Linked DNA regions of Mus musculus: regions 2, 3 and 4 are each linked to region 1. A link is a contact called in public Hi-C, HiChIP or PLAC-seq and promoter capture Hi-C data. All regions are on one chromosome and are shown on one strand. The core of a region is the stretch at or near the end of the contact, and the rest is flanking DNA. Distances in the headings are between cores, read along the strand shown. Region 1 overlaps Gm40085 (predicted gene, 40085). Region 2 has its middle 37 kb from the start of Fcrls. Region 3 holds the start of Cd1d1 (CD1d1 antigen). Region 4 overlaps Kirrel (kirre like nephrin family adhesion molecule 1).

Region 1 (2,749 bases), core at 78-2,577:
AAGAAAGAAACGATTGTCCATGTGTGACCCAAACTCAGACCAAGCTTAGCTGTCACGGTTACATTCTGAGGGGTCAAACTCGAGAAAAAGCGGTTATTGTGATAAGGTTTAGGGCATGCATAACCTGTGGCTGCGCCTGTCTTGACCGTGGTCCGTGAGGCCACGCTGTACCTTTAGTTTCGTACACTGTGTTCTTGTTCACAATCCAGAAGAATAAATTGGGTGTTTCTGAGATTTTAATCTCCCTCCTTAGGGTTATTTCTAGGTAAATCCCCAGGTGTCCACTGAGGTGTGAATGCTTTTAGAATCCTCTTACTCGATAGTGACAACTGTATATCTCACTACTGAATCACTTCGATGACTGCCAGTAAACCGGGACATTCTCTGGCCACATCTTCTGATTGTAAGTTACCTACACATATCACTGGGTGGCTCCACCTTCCTCCACCTGCTGGCTGTACAGAGTCCAGTCCAATCACAGGGCTAGTGACTGAGCATGCAGAATACTCCACTAGGGGGCGGTAGAGGCTCGGGGATTCCCTTCTATAACACCCTTCCGCTTCTTTTTTCTAAAGATCCAGACTCCAGTCCACCCAGGGTTTCCCTCACAGTCATTATTCCTCTTTGCATCATTTTTACCTCTGCTCTAGAACAGGCGCTGGAAGAGCCTACCCTCTAAGAAGAGGTTTAGAGAGTAAGTGGCCTAGAGGGTGGCATGGCTGGCTGATGGGACGGGGAATGTGCTCTGTCACCAGTGTTTTCTGCTTCGTCCTCCCCAAGGGCTATCGCTGGCTCTTGTTCGTCCCCTGCTGCGTTTGCTGCCGGAGGTCCCCAGAGGCTCATTTAGAGCCAGAGAGCTAAGTGAGGCATGGGTAAGAACAGAGACTGAGAGATTAAGTAAGAGTCCTGGAAGAAGAGGCTCTTGATCAACCGCCCAATTAATAGGGTCATTCCTTCCAACGCAGCCTCGCTAAGGAGAAACAGCGCCAAAAAAGACCAGTTTCCAGACACCCTCCTTCTTGCCCATGATAGGTCAGAATTGGGCCACACGTGGACTGTGCGCACAAACCTAGTTTCTCTAGGACAACTGGATTTCCGTAAGCACGGAGGATGAAATGCTCGTGTCTCCTTACCAGCCCCAGGATTTCGGATGACACGAGTGTTCAACTCAGGAAAGTCAACCATCCTATCTCACGGCATGGACAGGGACCAGGGCCAACCAAAGCAAGGCCTGGGAGACAAAAGGTGGAGCAGTCTCTCTCTCCTGTCGCCCTCTAGCTCCACTTCCTTCCCCTGAACTTGGCCTTGCCCTCCAGCCTCAGGGACCCAAGTCCCCAAGTCCAGATAAGTAGAGGTCAGAGTGTGTCCCCAGCTGACCAGGGAAACAGGCCTCTCCCCTGAACTTTGGTCTTGCTTAGTACCTGGGCAGCAGCCAAGAGTCAGGCTTTCCCTCTCCCAACTCAGACTTCCTGCTACTGCGGGCTGGGGAAATCCCAGACGCTAAACTGTGCCTCCCCACCCAGAGGCCAGGTCCTGAAGGCAGGGAGGGTTGGCAGGGAAGGGCCCTGGGAGATGTGGGTTCTAGGGATTACAGGAACCAAGGGAAAGGAAACCCAAGATGAAGATAGTTGGCCTCCTTCACTCCTTGTTCTTATGAGGATTTGACCAGTGCCAGCCACCTCAGGGGAGACCACTGAGAGCTGCTGAGGGCCAGTAGAGGGAGAGGGAGACGGCTGGGAAACACAGGGAGAGAATGATGTCTATTGAGGAAAAAAAGATCCAGACTGGCTGAGATGAGGGACCCTCGTTCCCCACACTGGGAGCTGGTCCCTCCTGGAGTAGGGGGAGGGGAGTGTCATTTACATGGAAGCCCCTCACCCACCCACCCCTCCCCCACTCCAGAGTAGCTGGGCTGTGGAATGGCCCTGTGCATGTGACAGGCTATTCTTTATCCTTTTCTGTATAGATTTGGGTCTGGACCTTCACAGCAGCTGTGATAGGCTTTCTCCCATGCTCCTGAGATGCATCAGTGGACTGTAGCCCAGCTAAGACCAGCAGTCTTCTGCTCCATTCCCCACTGCTTGGCAGTTACTGCCCTTCCTGGCCAAAGTGAATCCAGGACAGACACCTGGACCTTGGGTCATAAGTCAGTTCATGGGTAAGAGACTGAGAAACTTCCTTTCACAGTATAGAAGCCTAGCTCCATCTCCCTACACTGAACCCATCTGAAACCTACCTTCATCCTCCCTTCCCTTCCTCCTGGAAAAAGCCAGTCTGGAAGCCTCCATACCACCTGTGGTACCCAGTCCAGGCGGATGGCAAGCCCCTTTGGCCCCCAGAGCCTCACCACTAGTCTCCACACCTTCCAGGGGTCAGCTGGTGTCAGGTGCCAGTTCTGGAGAGATGAGTAAGACACCAGCCTCGCCCTTGGAGGGGGTTACCACAGCACAGCGAAAGTACTTTGCCAGGAGCACAAAGGGCTTCATCGGTGAGAACCGTAGCTCTAATTTGGGGCTAAGCAATGCAGTCTGCCCTGTTTCTGTCTGTCCTCTCTGAAGGGAATGCGGGGCTGGCTCTCTGGCTGCCGGCTGAGTGGTCTCACACAAGTGTCCCCCACTCCCCGTGACCTGTAGGATTCGGGAGGATTAGATTTCAGTGCCAGCACTGTTAGCTCTCATACACCAAGCCCTGCCCTGGGTGCCTCGTATGGAAGGTGCCATTTAATCCTTGCAACCCCAACTTCCTACCA
Region 2 (2,847 bases), core at 343-2,842, 280 kb before region 1:
TGTCAATGTTATAAACATTGAGCTGGCTCGTTTTGTGTCAACTTGACACAAGCTAGTCATTTGGAAAGAGGGACATTAAATTGAGAACATGCCTCCTTAAGAGAAGTCTGTAGACAAGTCTGTTGTGCATTTTTCTTAATTAGTGATTGATGTGGGAGGGCCCAGCTCCCACGTGGGTGGTGCCTTTCCTGGGCTGGTGGTCCTGGGAGCTATAAGAAAGCACACTGAGCAAGCCAAGGGAAAGCAAGCCGGTAAGCAGCATTCCTCTGTGTCTTCTACTTCCATTCCTCCATCCTGCCGTGCGTTCCTCTCTAACTTCCATTGATGAATGACTGTGATGAGGAAACATAAGCTTGCACACAGCAAGACAAAGCTAAGATAAGCACTGTCCGTGTGGTACCGATTTTGAAGTCATGAGAGATGTAATATTGAGGAAATCATGCAGGGCATCTAAGACCAGGCACTGTGTGGCAGGGTTAGGTCCTTATATAGAGAGCCGGAGAGGTCTAGTGACTGAAGCTGAGATGAGTCAGTTGCAGTCATAACTGCAGCATATTGGAGATGCCCGGGCCATCAGACATTGACTCTGCAGAGATGAGGATCTGGAATGGAGCTGGCCTAAGCCTAAGAGAGAAGAATCTCTGTGTACTTCAGACAAGGCTGAAAGAATAGCACTGCCTGAAGCCTTTGGAGCCCAGAAGATGATACTCTGCAGCCCAGGTCCAGACACAGAACTTCAGGATTTAGCATTTGCTATGAGGGATTTTGTTTCTGTTTTGGTATTATTGTATTATGCCCCTAACTCTTTTGGAAAATGTATATTTACTTTGCACCATTGTAAGTTAGAAGTATATAACTTATTTTAGATTTTTATAGGCACTTAACAATTAAGAGACTTTGGACTTTTAAAATATCTGGATTTTAAAACACTATGGGGGATTATAAGTAAACTAAATTTTACATTATGAGAAAAACTTCATACACTTGGGGCCAAGGGTTACGGCTCAGACTAATGAGTTTAGTTGAAAAGGAATAGTAATTGTTTCTCCCCCGCCCTGCTTTGTTTTGTTTTGTTTTATTGAGACAGAGTCTCTCTGTGTAGCACTGGCTGTCCTGGAATTTGCTCTGTAGGCCAGGTTGGCCTCGAACTCAGAGATCTGCTTGCCTCTGCCTCCTGAGTCCTGAGATTAAAGGTGCACACCACCCTACCACTGCTAGGCTGTTAATTTAATTATTTATACAATCTAGAGTCATCTAGGAAGAAAGTCTTTATGAAGGATTGTCTGGATTAGGATGGCCTGTGGACATGTCTATAGCAAGTTGTCTTGATTACATTAGTTAATGTTAGAAGACCCAGACTAAAGGTGGGCAGCTCCATTCCCTAGGCTTGAGTTCTCAACCATATGAGCGGATCAAGCAAGCAGAGCAGTAAGCATGCATGCATTTATTTCTCTCTGTTCTTGGCTATAGATTTAATATGACTAGCTATTTTAAGTTCCTGTCACTTTGATTCCTCTGTTATGATGAACTGTAACTTGTAACTGTGGGCAGAAATAAGCCCTTCCTTCCCTAAATTTCTTCTTTTCAGGATATACAATCACAGTTGCAGAAATGAAACTAAGACAGGAGATTTAGGTGGAGCCGTGTCCCTTGGCTGAGTATGCTAACTCCGGGGAGGAAATTCTTTTCCAGGAGGGGACTGCCTTAGGTTGCAGAGTTCAGGCTGTCTTCCTTAAATTAATCTGCATTTCCACGATTTGGTTGGTGCCTTCGGTGGGCGGGGCGTTGTCCTTGGATGCTTTCTCTCCTGTTCACTACAGTGCAGATGTGCATTAACAATTACCACCTTCTGTTTTAGCATGCACCTTGGCTACACCTTCAGAGTTGCTCAAGCTTTTTTCCTTAAAAATCAAACTTAAAAAAAGCTCCCTGCCCTACCCATTGTTCTTTGTCAACATAGACCTGGATGAGAAATAGTAACCATGTCAAAGATGGAATGTTACTCTGAATTTCTTTCACTAGGCACAAGAGTCCATTATCTTTTAAAAAGATATTTATTTTTAGATTTATGTGTATGAGTAAATTTCCCGAATGAACATGTGATCACCCTGTACTCATGTGAATATTGTACTTATATCTCTTCCTCCCTTCATCTCCTCCCTCCGAGTCTTCTCAAGTCTCCCTCCATTCGATTTAAAATCTATGGCCTCTTTTGCTTTCACCATGACACACGCACACACACACACATGCACGCACATACACACACAAATACAACCTACTGAGATCATTTAGTGTGCTTGCGTGTATGTGACTTTCGGGCTGGCCACTTGAATTGTGTAGATATTGTCTTCAGTAATAGGGCCATACCTTCCATTTGTGGAGAGCACTTTTGGTTATGATGCATAGAGTAGCAGTGCACATGTTTGAGTAAGTGTCTCTGTAGTGGTATGGAGCATCATTTGTGTCTATGTCCAAGAGTGGTGTATATGGATCTTGAGGTAGATCTATTCCCAGCTTCCTGAAGAACCACCTTCCTGAGTCCCATAGTGGGTATACAAATTGGCACTCCCACCAGCAGTGGATGAGTGTCCCCCTTACTCACATCCTCACCAGAATGGGCTGCCATCTGTTTACTTAATGCCGGTCATTCTGTCTGGTATAAGATAAAATCTCAAAGTGCTTAACTTGCAATTGCCTGATGATTAAGGATGTTGAACATTTCTTTAAGTAGTTCTCAGCCATTTGTGTTTCCTCTCCTGGGAACTCTGTTTACATCTGTACCCCAGTTTTAATTGGGTTGCTTGTTTTCTTGAGGTCTAGGTTGTTGAATTCTTTATATGTGTTAGA
Region 3 (2,707 bases), core at 43-2,542, 510 kb before region 1:
CAAGTGGAGAGCCAGGGTGAAAATAGCCAGCTGACCTTGCTTCTCTAGGTCTGACTTCCCTGCCTCTAGGAGACCACGGACAAATAGGGGGCAGGTGTCATTCAGGAGCATCTGCACGGTTGCACTTGTCCCTTGATCAGCGTTGAGCACTTTGATGGGCAAGTCTAACCAAGATGGGGCCCCTGGGACTGTCTGCCAGGACGTTCCCCAGAATCTCACGACATATTTTCCTTGAAATGCTACGTGTAAAAAGCTTTCCGAAGCATTCCCAGGGTACATTTCACAGCCCGCAGACAGCTGGATCTCAATGGGATCTGTAAGGAGGAGTAGGCAGAGACCAAAGAGTTCATGATTAAGGGATTTGGAAGAAAGGAATTGGTATGAAGATTATCGTTAAGTGCCAGTTGAGGAAAATGATCATGGTGCCCTAGAGCAGAAATGGGCTATTTTTAGAAGGGACAAGGGTTACTTTTAGACAGAAGTAAAACCATAAGGGTGGACAGAGAAGAGAAGCTATGCCCGATGCCCACAGTTATCCAGCTGGGGTCTGGATCACTCCTGCCCACTGGGTTCAGGGTTCCAACCCCTCCACTCACAGTCTTCTTTAGGTGACATCATTTTGACTAATTCCTGTATGTCCCTGGTAAAGCTGACTCGATAGACTTGAAACATATGCTGCAACTTCTCCCACTGCTGGTTACTCAACTTGCCCTGGGACCATGGCTTCGTGAAGCTGATGGTGGCTGAGTCATTACTCCAACGGTGAGTCTGCAGATCCCCCAGCCAGACCACGCTGTCTGTGCGGGACCAGCTTCTGTTTGCAAAGGAAGACATCTGCAGGCAGCGGAAGGTGTAATTCTTTTGCTGGGCTGGAAACAAAGGAAAAGGAAAGAACTTAGCGAGTGGGCTCAGTCTGAGGACAGACTGCAGTAGGAAAAAGCTCAGCTTTAGCTGCGCTTGCGGAAGGAAAGGCAGGCTCAGTGTAGTTCTGAACTGAGCTAAGCCCTGAGCCGCAGCCATACATTGCTCCTCCCACTGTTGTTGCAAGCCGGGAAGCCCACCTCCACCCGCCCACTACTGCACAGAGCTTGTAGCCAGCCTCTTTCTCCCTCCCTTCCTCCCTTCTCTAGATTGTGTGCGCTTTTACTCACTCACCTTCAGATTGTCCCCAGACCTGTAGGAATGCCCACAGCAACAGCCATGGTAGGTACCGCATAGCGCCAGAGTTCTACACAGCCCTCGGCTCCGACTTCTGCGCTTTACTCTGCTCCCGGACTGGTACACAAAGGCTCTGGGGTTTTTGGTGCAGAGCCAGCAAAACCCGGAAGGACGCGCAGGCACGATTGGTAAATTACTCTTTGACAAAGCCAAACCCCCTGGTAGTTGAGGGTTGGAGTGCAGCTTTACTCAGAACCGCTACGCAAACCACTTTTAAACAAAACAAAACAAAACAAAACAACAACAACAAAAATGTCTTTCCGTTATACTAAAGAATGAGGTTGAGACTATCGTCTCAATATCGAAAGCAAGACAAAATTGTATTTCGGTTACAACTCCGATGGTATTAAAAATGCAAGGGGAAAAATAGAAGGGACGTTTTGGTCTAGCTAGCAGGGGCTGTCTGCAGGTGCTCCATTTACAAGTTTGGATCCTCCCAGATATCTATAAATATCACATTAAAATAATGATAATGATAATAATAGATGTGATTCTTCTAGTGGTTCATTGAGAGGATAGGACTAGGCGGGTTAAGTTCCTTCATAGCTTTCGTATGCCCACAGTTTCCCATGTCAGATTCTTTTTCCCCTTACCCTGGTTTCTTTTCTCCCTTGCCTTACCTGCCCTCTGGCTGTCCCCGACTCCATTTTGGGAGAGTACAGGCATATTTTATTTTTAGTTTTTATTTTGTTCTGTATATTGTACTGTCATGATTTGCGAAAATCGAAGACTTGTGTCAGTCTGATGTGAGGAAAAGCCAAAAGTGACGAGATGTGCCCCCTCGAAGCGCTTCAGCACAGCGAAAACACGGGCCATACACCTGCAGACAGATGTCTTTCCCACTCACTCGCAAATACCGAACCTCTTGTTTTTGAGAACAGAGGTAAGATTACAGGGCGCGCCTGTGAGTTTGTAGGGCCATTCCCAACTTCTCACGCTTAAAACAAGTAGTGACAAAAACAGTTGCTCAAAATTTCAGTTACTGTGAGAAAGGAGAAGTCATCCTTGGTAAATCGTACTCCTGCAGCAAGCATCCTGATACCATCTTCCTCGTTCCTTTTTAGTCACCCCGTTGTATGCTTTGCTCTGTCTTTTTGCCTTGTCTCCTAAGTAGGCCTCTTCTCTATGTCTCTACCCTTAACATAACCGCAACCTTCTGCTTCAACTATATGAAATACCTTCCACGAGGTAGGAAAAAACCCCATCATTGATCGGTATAGCCTCTAGGATCATTCTGCCCATGCTCTGGCTTGCCTTGGAGCATCGTTTGGGACCCTACTCTAAGTCTCACATGCTTTCGTCCCTTAGATACAGCTTCTTCCTCAGATCTCTGCACAAATAGACCCCTTGGGGACCTCTGACCTCCAAGCGCCTGCCTAGTGTCCACTCAGACTTCAAACTCCAATGTAATTTTCTCAGAGAGCCTCCTCAAGCTTCCCAGACAGTGTGAATAAAGACTGGAAAGCTAGCCAGCCCATCTCCACACACT
Region 4 (2,700 bases), core at 24-2,523, 390 kb before region 1:
ATAATTCCTCAGCTATGGTGTCATCTATAAAAGGACTGGAACACAAGCGACCCAGAGGGAAAACCTGGTAAGAAACTGTCCTTCTGGGAAGTGAAAGGACTGATAGGGTTGAGGGCAGGGGAGAAGTATCCATCCCTCAGGCACTACAAAACCTGAAAGCAGCAAGCAGCACAAAGTGCAAACAAGCCCCGAGCCCTTAGGCCTGACTCTACTACAAGGCACCACTGTCCAGACACAGGTGCCACAAGTGTGGCTAAAGTTCAGCACTCCATGAAGAACGTTAGGCGGACAGCTGAAATATCTATCCCTCCCAAAAACACCTCCCTGACCTGCCCTGTGAACCAAAGACGTCTCTTTACCCGATAACTCACTGGGGAATTGTCTGAAGAAACACAGTCACCATGAAAGGTTAGAGTACACCCCCTGGTGACTAGCAGCATCGATCGAGTGCGTTGAGGTTCTGAGACTCTGAACTGTTATTGCCAAAGGCAGGAGGTCTCCTGGAACCCCAGACTGCCTACAGATTAATATGATTGCCCATACAAATGCAGAATAATCATGGGCCTTGCAGTGGCCTGGAACTGGGTGGGGTGGGGTAGTGGTGGAGTGGGGAGCTGTTTCAAAGAGGGCAGTATGGGAGGCAGACACTGTCACAGTTAGAGCAGCTAACTTTTGGGAAGGAGCAAGGGGGGAAACTGGAATGGCTACGGAAACATCTCCTTTCCTTCTTCATTCTCCAGCTCACCCTGGGATTCCCCTGGTCTTTGGATAGATGGTGGGAAAAGACTTAGTGGTTTGTAAGCAGAGAAGAATTCTAGATCTGGCAAAAGGCCTGAAGGAGTAAAGAGACAAGGGTACTTCCTCTGTCCCTTTCCTGCTGTGGCCCTGGGCACTCAGGAGAGCTGGCCCTGCCCCCTGCCTGGGCAGTGTGGAAGAGCTGACCCTGGTGGCATGGGTGTAGAAGCTGGCCTTGCTGGACAGCTAGCTCTGCCCCTCAGCGAGGCAGGAGACTTAGCCCTGGTGGCTTGGGTGTGGGAGAGCTGGCAGGCTGATCAACTCAGCTACCACCCAGGCCCAGAATCAGGGCTTTGAGTTGGCCCACCCCAGCATCTACCCCACTTATGAACTGCGGAAGCACAACAAAGGGGCCAGTCCTGTAGCACCACAGCTTCAGGATCTCCATGACACAAAACAACAACAGGATATCTGAGAGGAGTCCCAGTGAGGTTCCAGTATTGATAGGGTAACAGAAGCCAAAGACCTCGAACCAGACCGTGACTCACTGCACAGAACATTTGCAAGTAAATATCTGGGCAAAAGGGTGTAATGTGTGACGCACTACAGCTTCCATGGTGAAATTTTTCTTTTTTTTTTTTTTTTTAAGGGCTCCCCTTAAAAGGGTGCAAGGGTGGAGGGCAGATATGGAGGGGCTGGGAGATGAGCAGGATTGGGGTGCGTGATGCGAAACTCACAAAGACTTAATAAGAAAGTTTAAAAAGAGAGATAAGTCTATTTATTTCATATGTATGTGAAAGGCTCAGGAAGTGTGGTGGCTAAGAAAGGTTCTAGTTCTCAGATCAAAGGCTACAGGCTTAGGGGCCCTGCGCAAACCACCACAAACAGGCTAAGTATGTCTTCTGTGTCCATCGATATTAGCTGGGCCCACAGGGAATCCACAACCCACAGGAGTTTGGGGTTCCCTGACCCCAAACAACAGGGAGTGCCAGCTGCCTTCTCTTAGCCCACAGTGACAGAGGCAAGAGCCACATACGCCTAGTCCATCAGCTTCGAGAGCTCGAAAGCGCAGCGGGCTTTCTGTTATCTAGACTCCGGCCACCTACAGGCACTTCCGTGGGTTTGGTGGGCAGTGGAGGAATGCTTAGCATGGTCCAGAAGATGAGGTAAGGAGAAAACAGGTTTGAACAAAGAGGATGGGGTCGGGAAAGAGAGGCCATATTTCATATTTCATATCCTAGCAGAAGGTCAAGACTTAATGGTTTCCTTGGTGTTTCAGAAGGAGAAACTGAGGCACCAAAGCTAGGCCTCCTGTGTTTGAGGCGAGTCCCTGGTCCAGCTGGGCAGCACCACTGCTCAGCCAGCTGCTCTGGAAGATGTAAAGTGCTATCTAAACATGGTGCATTATAAACACTTTAGAAATCGTATTTCACAGCCGCCCGCCTGCAGCTAGAAGATGAATTCTTCCTCCTGCTCTCTGGCAGGAGAATTATCCTTGGAGTCAAACATGGCAGCAATGATATGTGAGTGGGGCCAAGACAGAGGCAGGCCAGGACGGAGGAAGCATCCACAAAGATAGTTCCTGGGTGCCTGAGCAAGACAGCCAGTTTGATCTATCTTGCTTTGCCATCTGGCGATCAACTCTCGGAATCCAGAGAGGGCCTGAAATCCAGGCTCCCCCCACTCTGCTGAACACTTCCCTGAAGGCAGAACCGGTGCCCTGGAAGGAAGAGTCAGGGAAGGTAAAGGACAGTACAGCCCGGTGAGGGAAACAAGTACCTGGAGACACCAGGGCCCAAGATCTGCCATGACTACTGCAACGGCTTATTAGAGAAAGAGGTATGGAAGAAGCAGGGTTGAGCCTGGGGGAAGGACTACCCTGGAAGGGTATGGGTGGCCGCGAGACAAGCCCCGAAATGTGCAGGGGAAGGTGATGATAGATAGAGAGGCCGGGAACATCTGCCT

Evidence for each region. Promoter capture Hi-C pulls out the DNA fragments that hold promoters and counts their contacts. Hi-C and Micro-C count contacts between places; a contact is called where the count stands out from the background. HiChIP or PLAC-seq counts read pairs in DNA pulled down with a chosen protein or histone mark.
Region 2: a contact with region 1 is called in a Hi-C map of bone marrow-derived macrophages, with 22 read pairs. The contact joins two enhancer-like sites. A contact is called at or near these places in 2 of 15 datasets of contacts at CTCF or cohesin (the NIH/3T3 cell line and large pre-B cells), 13 of 484 Hi-C or Micro-C datasets (the 63-12 cell line, the C2C12 cell line, the G1E-ER4 cell line and 10 more) and 7 of 115 datasets of contacts at active chromatin or transcription factors (bone marrow-derived macrophages, embryonic basal ganglia, embryonic stem cells and 2 more).
Region 3: a contact with region 1 is called in a promoter capture Hi-C map of 3T3-L1-derived adipocytes, with 4 times the contacts expected there. The contact joins the promoter of Cd1d1 here to the enhancer-like site in region 1. A contact is called at or near these places in 10 of 39 promoter capture datasets (the 3T3-L1 cell line, 3T3-L1-derived adipocytes, the HPC-7 cell line and 5 more), 1 of 484 Hi-C or Micro-C datasets (embryonic stem cells), 5 of 115 datasets of contacts at active chromatin or transcription factors (bone marrow-derived dendritic cells, embryonic basal ganglia, embryonic stem cells and 2 more) and 1 of 9 other capture datasets (embryonic stem cells).
Region 4: a contact with region 1 is called in an HNF4G HiChIP or PLAC-seq map of pancreatic cancer cells. The contact joins two enhancer-like sites. A contact is called at or near these places in 1 of 39 promoter capture datasets (embryonic stem cells), 1 of 15 datasets of contacts at CTCF or cohesin (large pre-B cells) and 8 of 115 datasets of contacts at active chromatin or transcription factors (bone marrow-derived macrophages, embryonic forebrain, embryonic midbrain and 4 more).

What each region holds. Positions count from the first base shown.
Region 1 is chr3:87,507,899-87,510,647 of GRCm38.p6, forward strand. All of the region lies in intron 1 of Gm40085 (predicted gene, 40085), which reads right to left. Among named protein-coding and RNA genes, the nearest start is that of Gm40085, 3.4 kb to the right of the region's middle. Within about 2 kb of position 1,328, at least 84 of the 459 cell types and tissues checked have an H3K27ac peak or open chromatin away from gene starts, as enhancers often do. A contact at or near this core is called in 3T3-L1-derived adipocytes, bone marrow-derived dendritic cells, bone marrow-derived macrophages and 2 more, where this site is marked.
Region 2 is chr3:87,225,444-87,228,290 of GRCm38.p6, forward strand. No RefSeq gene overlaps it. Among named protein-coding and RNA genes, the nearest start is that of Fcrls, 37 kb to the right of the region's middle. Within about 2 kb of position 1,593, at least 1 of the 459 cell types and tissues checked has an H3K27ac peak or open chromatin away from gene starts, as enhancers often do. A contact at or near this core is called in bone marrow-derived macrophages, where this site is marked.
Region 3 is chr3:86,998,037-87,000,743 of GRCm38.p6, forward strand. It overlaps Cd1d1 (CD1d1 antigen), which reads right to left and starts at 1,293. Exons shown (of 6, transcript NM_007639.4): 1 at 1,156-1,293; 2 at 597-869; 3 at 36-314. The coding sequence starts at 1,216.
Region 4 is chr3:87,115,113-87,117,812 of GRCm38.p6, forward strand. The region is part of intron 2 of Kirrel (kirre like nephrin family adhesion molecule 1); the gene reads right to left. Among named protein-coding and RNA genes, the nearest start is that of Gm24472, 50 kb to the left of the region's middle. Within about 2 kb of position 1,274, at least 76 of the 459 cell types and tissues checked have an H3K27ac peak or open chromatin away from gene starts, as enhancers often do. A contact at or near this core is called in pancreatic cancer cells, where this site is marked.